Linked DNA regions of Sus scrofa: all the other regions are linked to region 3. The links are chromatin contacts, called in public Hi-C and HiChIP or PLAC-seq maps. All regions are on one chromosome and are shown on one strand. Each heading gives the region's core, a stretch centred on a gene start, on an enhancer-like site or on the middle of the called end of the contact. The rest is flanking DNA. Distances are from core to core; before and after follow the strand shown. Region 1 holds the start of STK10 (serine/threonine-protein kinase 10). Region 2 holds the start of FBXW11 (F-box/WD repeat-containing protein 11). Region 3 holds the start of NPM1 (nucleophosmin).

Region 1 (3,075 bases), core at 515-3,014, 780 kb after region 3:
AATTGCCTCTAGAGCGGTGTTTCTCCAACTTCAAGGGCTTAGCAATTGCCTAGGGATCTTGTCAAAATGCAGACCCTACGTTAGGAGGTCAGGGGTAGGGCCTGAGATTCTGCATTTCTAACGCACTTCCAAGCTTCCAGGTGATGCTCATGCTACTCCTTCCCCGACTACACTTGGGTAACGAGGCTCCACCACTGTCAAGGCAAAGAGAGCAAGTCTTGACCAGAGCGCCTACAGAAACCGTCTCTGGGATCCAGCCTCCTCAAAAGACATTCCTGGGGTCAGAGTGGCCTGCAAACTACAGGAGCCCTTCCTTCCTGCAGCTTGGGGATGGTAACTTGGGAAGGGGATGCCTTCCTGGAGGTACCACCAGCTTTAACATGTGGGTCTCTTTCAGCATAGGGTTTCCTGGGCGAAAGGAAATCAGGGAAAGGGTGGAGTCAAGTCCTAAGTGTTTGGGTCCCTAACGCGACTCAGCAACTCAGAATTTGTTCACAGCACCGGGAACCAGGCAATGACCTGCGGCAAACGTGTCTAGAATTAATCAGCTCTGCCCCCACCCACCCCTCCACAAAAGCTCTCTCGCTTCTTATTCCCCTAAGGGAAGGTGACTGCAGCCTGGGAGACTCCCCAGCTGTGACTCATCTACAGAATCAAATCTGATCCCCCAAGCGCCGGATTCACGAGGCCCTGACCTACCCCTCTGCCGGCCCCAGTCCACATTTCCAAGCCTAACCTCGAACTCTACACCTCCCCCCACCCCCCACCGCGATTTCCTATCTCGCATCTCTGGCTTCTCTTCAGGTGCCTACCCAACTTCACCGGTCACAACCCTTTCAGCTGCAGCTGTGTTTCTCCGTCCCCATCGCCTCGGCATTCTCACAGCTTCTGGGTGGCGTCCCTTAAAAAGTATACCTAGTATCCCAGCTTTAGCGCAGATGCCTCATCTGAGGATGCTAAAGTCTTATAAGCGCCCCTTTGTCTCCCCCTGCGGCGCCGAGAGCCGAGAGCCGTGCGGGGCGCACAGGAAGTGCTCAGAAACTTAGCCCCGGGGCAGCAGCCTTGCCCAGAGAGGGAGTTGGGTGCGCAGAGACTCAGTCGGGCTGAGCGTGGGCACCCCCTCCCCCAAAGAACAAGGGTCACCAGGACAAGAACCTGAGTTCAGGGCCAAGCAGCCCCTCTGCGCTCTCCCGAGCGGTGAGCGAGACTAACCAGGGCCAGCGCCCCTTCCTTCCGGAACCGCTCCGCGAGCCCCGAACCACCCACACCCCAGCGCCCTCACCTTGTAAACTTTGCCGAAGGCACCGTCGCCCAACTCGCCCACGATCTCCCACACCTCGTTGGGATCCAAGTCCCGGCGGACGTGCTCGTATTCGCGGGACTTTCTCTTTTCGAAGGTAGACAAGCGCAAGATGCGGCGGAAATTGGCGAAAGCCATGGCTAGGGGCACGCGAGCCGGGGGGCGAGGTGGCGCCGGCTCGGGCTCGGGCTGTGGCTCCGGCGGCCGCGAAGAGGAAGGGCTGGAGAGACGCCGCGGCGCTTGGGGTTCTCCCCAGACCCGCCCTTCCCCGCAGCCGGACACGGGTCAAGTGCGCCCAGGGCTCAGCGCCGCGGGAGCACCCGGAACCGCGCAGGCGGCTGTGGTCCCCGCCCCCGCTCGGTCCTGTCCCCGGGCTGCCTCCCGATGCCTGCCCGGCTCGCGCCGCGCCCCCGCCCAACCCGCCAGCCCCGGGACGCGTTCCGGGTACCCGGCCCCGCGCCCGCCCTCCTGCCCGGCTCCACCTGCAGCTCTTCGGCAGCGCCCAGAGACCCCCTAATTGGCTGCGGGCGCTGCCGGGCTCCGCCCATCGCCGCAGGGCACTCTGGAAACTGTAGTTCCCCCCGCGCGCCGCGAGCTGGCGAGCCACCGACCAGGCTTTGGGGAGTTGAGGAAACCCTTCAGCCGGGACCCCTCCGGGTCTGGGAGACCCGCCGCCTCTTATGGCTCCCCAAATTTCTGCGGGAGCAGGAGGGGAAGCGAATTGGCTTGTCACGAGTGCCCACTGATTGTTGTCCAAAGACCAAGAAGGCGAACTGGCATTAATCATTTAACCCGCCGGGTAACCATCCCGCTAGGCTGCTCTGCTCGCGCCCACTTTTCAGCTGGGAGCGCCAGGCGGGAAGGGCACCGGTCCGGGGCTACATATCCTGCTGGTGGATCCGGTGCCGGTTCCTCGGCGCGATGCTGCCTCCTAGCGAGGAAAATGCTGCGCCCTTGCGGCCGTGGGTGAGTCCCTGGAGGCCCAGGCTGGTTTCCTGCTTCCCAGGGGCTCTGCCCCATGGTGATCCACCGGCCAGGGTTGCTGGGCTAGGAGAAGAGCTCCTTGAGAGTTTATCACATGCTTCATAAGGGATCTTCAGATATATTTGCATATTAAGTAAAACGTTTCTTAATTTCCCAATTTTTCTAAGTAAGCTCCCCGTACGTAGAACCGAAATCTTTTGACCACCATCATCTTCGATCCTGGTCGTTTTCACCTGCCACTATTGTCTCTAGGACAGTTATACTTTTATGTATGTATGTATGTATGTATTTAAGGGCCGCAGGTGTGGCATACGGATGTTCCCAGGCTAGGGGTCTCATCAGAGCTACAGCGGCGGGTCTACGCCACAGCCACGCCAGATGCGAGCCTCCTCTGCGACCTACACCATAGCACCTCGCCTAAACACTGGATCCTTAACCCATGGAGTGAGACTAAGGATTGAACCCGCCTCTTCGGGGTTACTATCAGTTTCGTTTTTTCTGCTAAACCACAAAGGAAACTCCCTAGGACGGTTATACTTTTATCTAAATCTGCTAAGTAGGTTCCAAGTAGCAAGTCCGGAGGGTTGGGCAGCCTGTAAATCTTCTTATGGTAACTCTCCCTCATAAGCAAATGCAATCTGAGTGAAAGTCATACCCCAATTGTCCCCATCCCTGTGGAGAACCATCAGTGTGGAGATATTTTCAGCCCTCCCTGAGCCGTATGCAAACACCAATTACAGTTCCAAATGTAGAAAGCCAACCACAGAAGGCTGGGGTGCTGGTGGTGGTCT
Region 2 (2,735 bases), core at 25-2,524, 570 kb after region 3:
ATCGATTTCCCAGGGGCCTAGGATTCTCTCCTACTCCTTTTCTAGAAGAAAGAACTGGCGGCGCAGATGAGGACAAGCCCTCTTCCCCCTCCCCAATTTCCCAGAGCGGCTCTGGAAAACGTGAAGTTACAGTGTCTCTTTCCTGGGAGATGGAATCCAGAGTACCTGGGGCCTCGCTATCCAAACATCCCTCTCGGCCGGGTAGGAAACCCTTTGTCCGAGAAGCCGGACACCACAGGGGCCCAGGAAAGAGGCCCCTTATCGGTCACAGCCTCAAACCCGAGAGCTCCCCACCTCCACCCCTGTAGGGCCTATGCCGGCATCCACACAGCCCTGGCTTGAGAAGAGGGTGCTGAGAGACCCCTTCTAGGACGCAGAGGCCGAGACCCCAGGTCGATCTTCTCTGTACCCCCTCCCATCACCATCTCACTCGGCCTGAGTGGGGCTTGCAAGAGCGATGCAGGCCTGGCCGGAGAATTAGAAAAAGAAAAAACAGAAAACCCCTTCTAAGGGAGGAAGGAGATGCTTGAGCGAGTGTGAGCTAAGGCCACAGCACAAGCGAGCGAGGGTCGTTCCAGGGATGGGCCCAGAGACAGGAGAGAAGGGAGGGAGGGAGGAAAACCGAGGGGCATGGAGGGGGCCGGACCAGGTCCGGCCTGAGATCTCGAGGGATCCGGAGTAAAGCGCGCCGGGCCGGAGGGCCCAGGTTCGGGCCGAGGCAGCGGGGAAGGGCCAGGGCCGGCCTCGCGCCGGACGTTGAGATGGGCAGGCCCGCCCGGGGCCGGACGGACGGAAGAACGGACGGTCCAGCGGGCCGCACTCACCATGAGCTCGATGGTCTTGTCCTCAATCACCGAGTCGGGCTCCATGGCGGCCCTGGCGGCCCCGCCTCGCTCTCCCCGCGCAGCAGCGAACGGCCCGGGCGGAGGAGGCGACGGCGGAGGCGGCAGAGGCGGAGGCGGCTATCGCACCCACTCTAGCTGCCAGCCCGCCCGGGCCGCCGGCAGCTCCGCCCTCCCCCTCGGCGAACGCAGTACGCAGAGCGAGGACTACAGCTCCCGGCAGGCGCCGCGGGTCCCGCAGAGCGTTGTGGGAACGAGAAGACCCCGCCAGACCAATCTCTCCTAGCCGTCCGAAGCTGAATTCTCAGCCGAAAGTAGCACGGGACTGCGAATGAGAGACGTGCAGACCTAAAGAATTACGGGCTTCCTCAAGGTGGGGCTTCAGGTGCGCGCCTACTACATATCCCAGAAAGCCCTGCGCGCGGGTTCTCTTTCCGGCTAGTTTCTTCTGACTTCCTGGCAGCCCGAGGCTCCCCGGACCCGGACGGAAACTCCAAGGCAACTCTTCACTTGCCAGCGATCCTGCGTGCGCGACCGATTTCCGCACATGCGCGGTCTGTGCCTGCAGTGCCCGCTCGACACCTAAGTAACGGCACGGTTGGTCTGGCCTCTGTGGCAGGGTGAGGTGTTGGCGACAGGTGGGTTCTAGGAAGGGATGGTCTTGGGGCTCAAGTGTCGGAGGGGGGCCAGCGAGCGAGAGAGCTCGGGCAGAGAAGGAGGCTCTGAGAGCATGGGCGTCCCAAGAGTGGCGTCCCAAGAGGGGTTTGGAAATTTAGTTGAGAAAGAGGAGTTTTGTGGTCTCTGTGCACCACGTACTGGGAGGAACTGAGAGGTGAAAGAGAACCTATTATTCATTCGTTTAGAAAGTATCTTTTAAACTTCCAGCCTCTGCTCGTCACTAGCCTAGGCCCTGGGAATCAGCTCTGATCCCTACAGACAAGGCTTCTCTTCTCACGCAGCGTAATTCTGGTAGGGGGAAGACAGACATTAACCATAAGAAGGAACACAGCTGGAGATGCCCAGTGAATTCTGCCTCCAGCTCGGTATAAACCTTATCAGGTCTGTCAGTAACCTCAAACCAAAGACGACAAAGGCCCGCTGAGAATTAACAGGTTGGGTTTATTGCTGGTTGCAGAGAGAGAGAACACACACCATGAAGAACTGTGGGGCATCTCAGGAGGAGTTGTCAGGTGATTTGGATGAGGGTTTAAGAAAGTGGGACTTTACCCTGGATAAGATGCTGTCAGAAAGTGGAGGTAATTTTATGATTGGGCATCTCAGTAAATGTTATCTAGACGGAAGGACTACTAGACGAGGCTGAAGTCCTGATTGGTAGAGAAGCAGGAGTCCCTCATTACCAGAATAAGGGCTATTTGGTCATTTTTTGTGGTTTGAACAATGTCCCTGTTTGATCTGTGTTCAGATTTAATTAGGAGTGGTTTCGCTTTTGTATTGGTCTATCATGGCCATAGAATGGCTTTGTCTAACATTTATGTTCTATGAAATTAGGTTCAACAAGAAAACACGAGGCCTAGCTAAGAGGACCAGGCTATCATCTAGTAACATTACTGCCTGTTTGATTGTATCAGGCCAGCTGCCAAATGTCAAAGGCTACTGTTCTCTTTCTCAAGTGTTTTGCATTTTCTGCACCTGTAAAGGGAAGGGACTAGATGACCTCTAAGTCTTTCCATTTCCAAGCACCGAATTGCTACAGTAATTTGTATGCATGCAGGACACAGTGTAAGTTCTGTTCAATACAGTTTTAAGTTTAATGGCCCTTATCCGATGCTTTCTACTTAGGGAATTGAAAGAAAAGCAATAGGAAGAACACAGAATTAAAAAGCTATTATTCCTAACATGGTGTCTGAATTTCACCAGACCCCTTTGCCTCTC
Region 3 (2,813 bases), core at 134-2,633:
GTAACTTTCCAAGACTCGGTTTTTTTCTCTAGTAATTGGTCACACTCTGCATTTTAAAAGATGCTAGAACCAAGCTGGTAAAGACTTTTTTCAGTTGGGAGCAGGGAAAAGCGGAGAACAGCTTAGTCCATTCACAAATAAGCATTGATTTCTCCACATTTTGAATTTTGATTCTGTTAATTATTGGTTCATGCGTATCACAGTTTATCTTCCCAAGTAGCCTATGTTTGGAGAAAAGGCGGTAGGGGATTGCTGTCACTATTTTTATTCTTTACAGTACTTTAATTTTTTAAATTTGTGTAAAAACCATAATTGTGGGGATCTTCAGCACCCCTGCCCGAGGAGCTGCGGTTGGGGGAAGGGTGGTCCTCAGTTTGACAGCGTACTTTAAGATACTCATTTCCAGGCTCGCTTCCAGAGTCTAAGTTTGTGTATTTCTTAAACGTCAAATGCCTTCTTTTCAGGCCAGAACAACCTTAGTGATGTTAAAGATTAAGAACTGCACAACCTCAGACACTGGACCCCCGTGTAATCCCCCGAGCTTTTAGACAGGTGTTAGTATTAGACTTGGAGCTAGAGAACCCTGTTTCTGTAACCACTCCGTCTGGGCACCTTACTTCCTCGTGGCGCGTCTCCCTGTCCGCAAAATGGGGATAGTCACATCTGCCTCTTACCTGTTACGTGGGGACATACGGTGGATACACAACCCTTTTAAAACTTTCTCTTTGGAGAAATCACCCAGGCTTGGTTCCTGCCCTGCTCATATGAAAGAGACCGATTTAGAACCCCCTGTTGGCCTCCCAGTGACGTAATGTCGAAGAATTTTAAATTCGGAGATGTTTCCTCAGAAAGGACAGGGGGTTAAAAACAGAACCGATTAAGTCTGGCCAGCAGCTACATCTTTTCTCCCCAACAAGTGGCAATCCGTAGTCCACTGTCTCTGGCACCTTAAGCTTTAACTTTGGGGAAACAATGAACTCTGGGCTCAGGCCTTCAGGCGAGCCAAAAAACTGGAAGTGGTTATGCCTGTTTGCAGGCCTGCGAGGCATGAGGAGATGGCGAAAGGAGAAATGAGCTGCTCTCTGGTTCACTTACAACCAGCTCGCCCTTCGTACCTAACCCAGCTAAGAGTTGCTGCCGCCATTTTGCAGGGTGGGCTGCGCAGGCTCTTGGCGCAAGGCCCGCGCTCCTGAGCGGGAGAGGACGTGGAAGGTTTGGAGGGTGGGGGAACGCGCGCTACGAGGGGGAAGTACGCGTGCGCACAGGCGGTGGCGGCGAAGTGGGTGGGACCAGGGTACGAATGCGCGTGCTCGGTGGGAGCCCGCGAAGTACCTGGAGGAGGTGGGGGGCGAGGTAGCAAGGAGTGATGTTGAAGAGCGCTTGCGCAGGAGAGAGACTGTGCGGGGAGGGGGGCTTCCGAGCACGCGCGCGGAGGCGGGACTTGAAGAGCTCTCGCGAGATCGTCAGGGTGCTATATATGTGCGCAGGGAGCCCGCGTCCTTTCCCTGGTGTGATTCCGTCCTGCGCGGCTGTTCTCCGCAACACTAGTGGATTATCTCCGTCCGCCTTCTCTCCCACCCAAGTGCGTGCCACCAACCCATGGAAGATTCGATGGATATGGACATGAGCCCCCTGAGGCCTCAGAACTATCTTTTCGGTAAGTACTGGCGTGTTGGGCCAAGGCCGAGCGCGGCCTGGTGGCTTTGGAGTGGGTGGTGGAAATCACACTGAGGCCTGGGCAGGTGGAGAAAGCTAAGCAGGCTGGAGGCCTGCGGGAGTGGGAAGCGAGCTGCTGGGGTCCTGAAGCTTAAGGATGGGGACCTGGGAGGGCGAGCCGGCACCACGGAGTGACTGGGAAGTAAGGGCGGCCTGAAGCGTGAGCGGTCCGAGGCCCAGGGCCTGAGTTAATGTGGAACCCACCGGTTTAGGGTTGGGCGTTAGCTGGGGCACGTGGTAGAGCTCCGGGCATAATTTTTTCCTGGGGTTGCGTGAGTTGGTAGGCTTCTGATTCCAGACTAGTGCCTGATGCTGGACTCCAGGTTGGTGGTGCAAGAGATTGTGGGGGATCAGGGTGTGAGACGTGGGCTTCCTATCTGGACGGAGAGGACAAATGGAGCCTGGCGTTGTCCTACAGGCCTAAAGGGTCAGGAGGTCTAGGGCCCAGACTCGGCCCGGGTTCTTCGGCCGGTTACAGGGGGATGGGAGCCGCGGCCCGGCGTGGGGAGGCCGCTACCGCTGGGAGCACGTGGTTGCCACGTGGTTGGGGGAAGGAGGGGTGTGGGCGCTACATCCGGGGTTCACTGGTGTCTTGTCACTCCGAGCCTGGGGTCCTGGGGCTTAATTGAGGATGGTGGACGGGAAATTTTAGGTGAAGTGGTTCGTAGCGCCAGTACTCTTGAGGTCTTTGTTAAGTGGTTAACATCAGTGCTGGTAGTTCTAGAGTTCTTTTTCTATCTCTCCGCGCTCTTTGCAGATGACTTACTGATACTCGGAAAACTGAAGGTTGCACTTAATAGTTCCAACCCCACAACGCTTGCTTCCAGAGCTGGTGCTTTACAAATGATTTGGGAGGTGGGCAGCAGAGGCAGCCTTCTGTTAAACTTGTAGTTCTATTACCAAGGTTTTGTTGCTCACCTCAATCACACAGTGCCATCCTAGGAGACTTGGGTTGGTTTTTCAACTTCACTAAACTTAATTGTTAAAGCCATTTTTTTTCGGTTAGGTTTTGAAGAAGTGCAAATGCCTTCAAGTTCATTTTGTTATATATCGTGCTGAGATATGTTAATTGAGCAGGAACATTTATACATCTCTTG

The links. A called contact is a pair of places that touch in the nucleus more often than the background predicts. HiChIP or PLAC-seq counts read pairs in DNA pulled down with a chosen protein or histone mark.
Region 1: a contact with region 3 is called in a Hi-C map of liver, with 5 times the contacts expected there. The contact joins the promoter of STK10 here to the promoter of NPM1 in region 3. A contact is called at or near these places in 1 of 5 promoter capture datasets (liver) and 1 of 47 Hi-C or Micro-C datasets (liver).
Region 2: a contact with region 3 is called in an H3K27ac HiChIP or PLAC-seq map of alveolar macrophages. The contact joins the promoter of FBXW11 here to the promoter of NPM1 in region 3. A contact is called at or near these places in 2 of 5 promoter capture datasets (fetal liver and liver), 2 of 47 Hi-C or Micro-C datasets (liver and psoas muscle) and 2 of 2 datasets of contacts at active chromatin or transcription factors (alveolar macrophages and skeletal muscle).

The regions. Positions count from the first base shown.
Region 1 is chr16:52,002,457-52,005,531 of Sscrofa11.1, reverse strand. STK10 (serine/threonine-protein kinase 10) reads right to left here and starts at 1,764. Exons shown (of 19, transcript XM_021077114.1): 1 at 1,283-1,764. The coding sequence starts at 1,438.
Region 2 is chr16:52,210,940-52,213,674 of Sscrofa11.1, reverse strand. FBXW11 (F-box/WD repeat-containing protein 11) reads right to left here and starts at 1,274. Exons shown (of 14, transcript XM_021077115.1): 1 at 825-1,274. The coding sequence starts at 869.
Region 3 is chr16:52,780,432-52,783,244 of Sscrofa11.1, reverse strand. NPM1 (nucleophosmin) reads left to right here and starts at 1,383. Exons shown (of 11, transcript XM_013990662.2): 1 at 1,383-1,657. The coding sequence starts at 1,600. It overlaps LOC102158455 (a long non-coding RNA gene), which reads right to left and starts at 1,419. Exons shown (of 3, transcript XR_001304781.2): 1 at 1,333-1,419.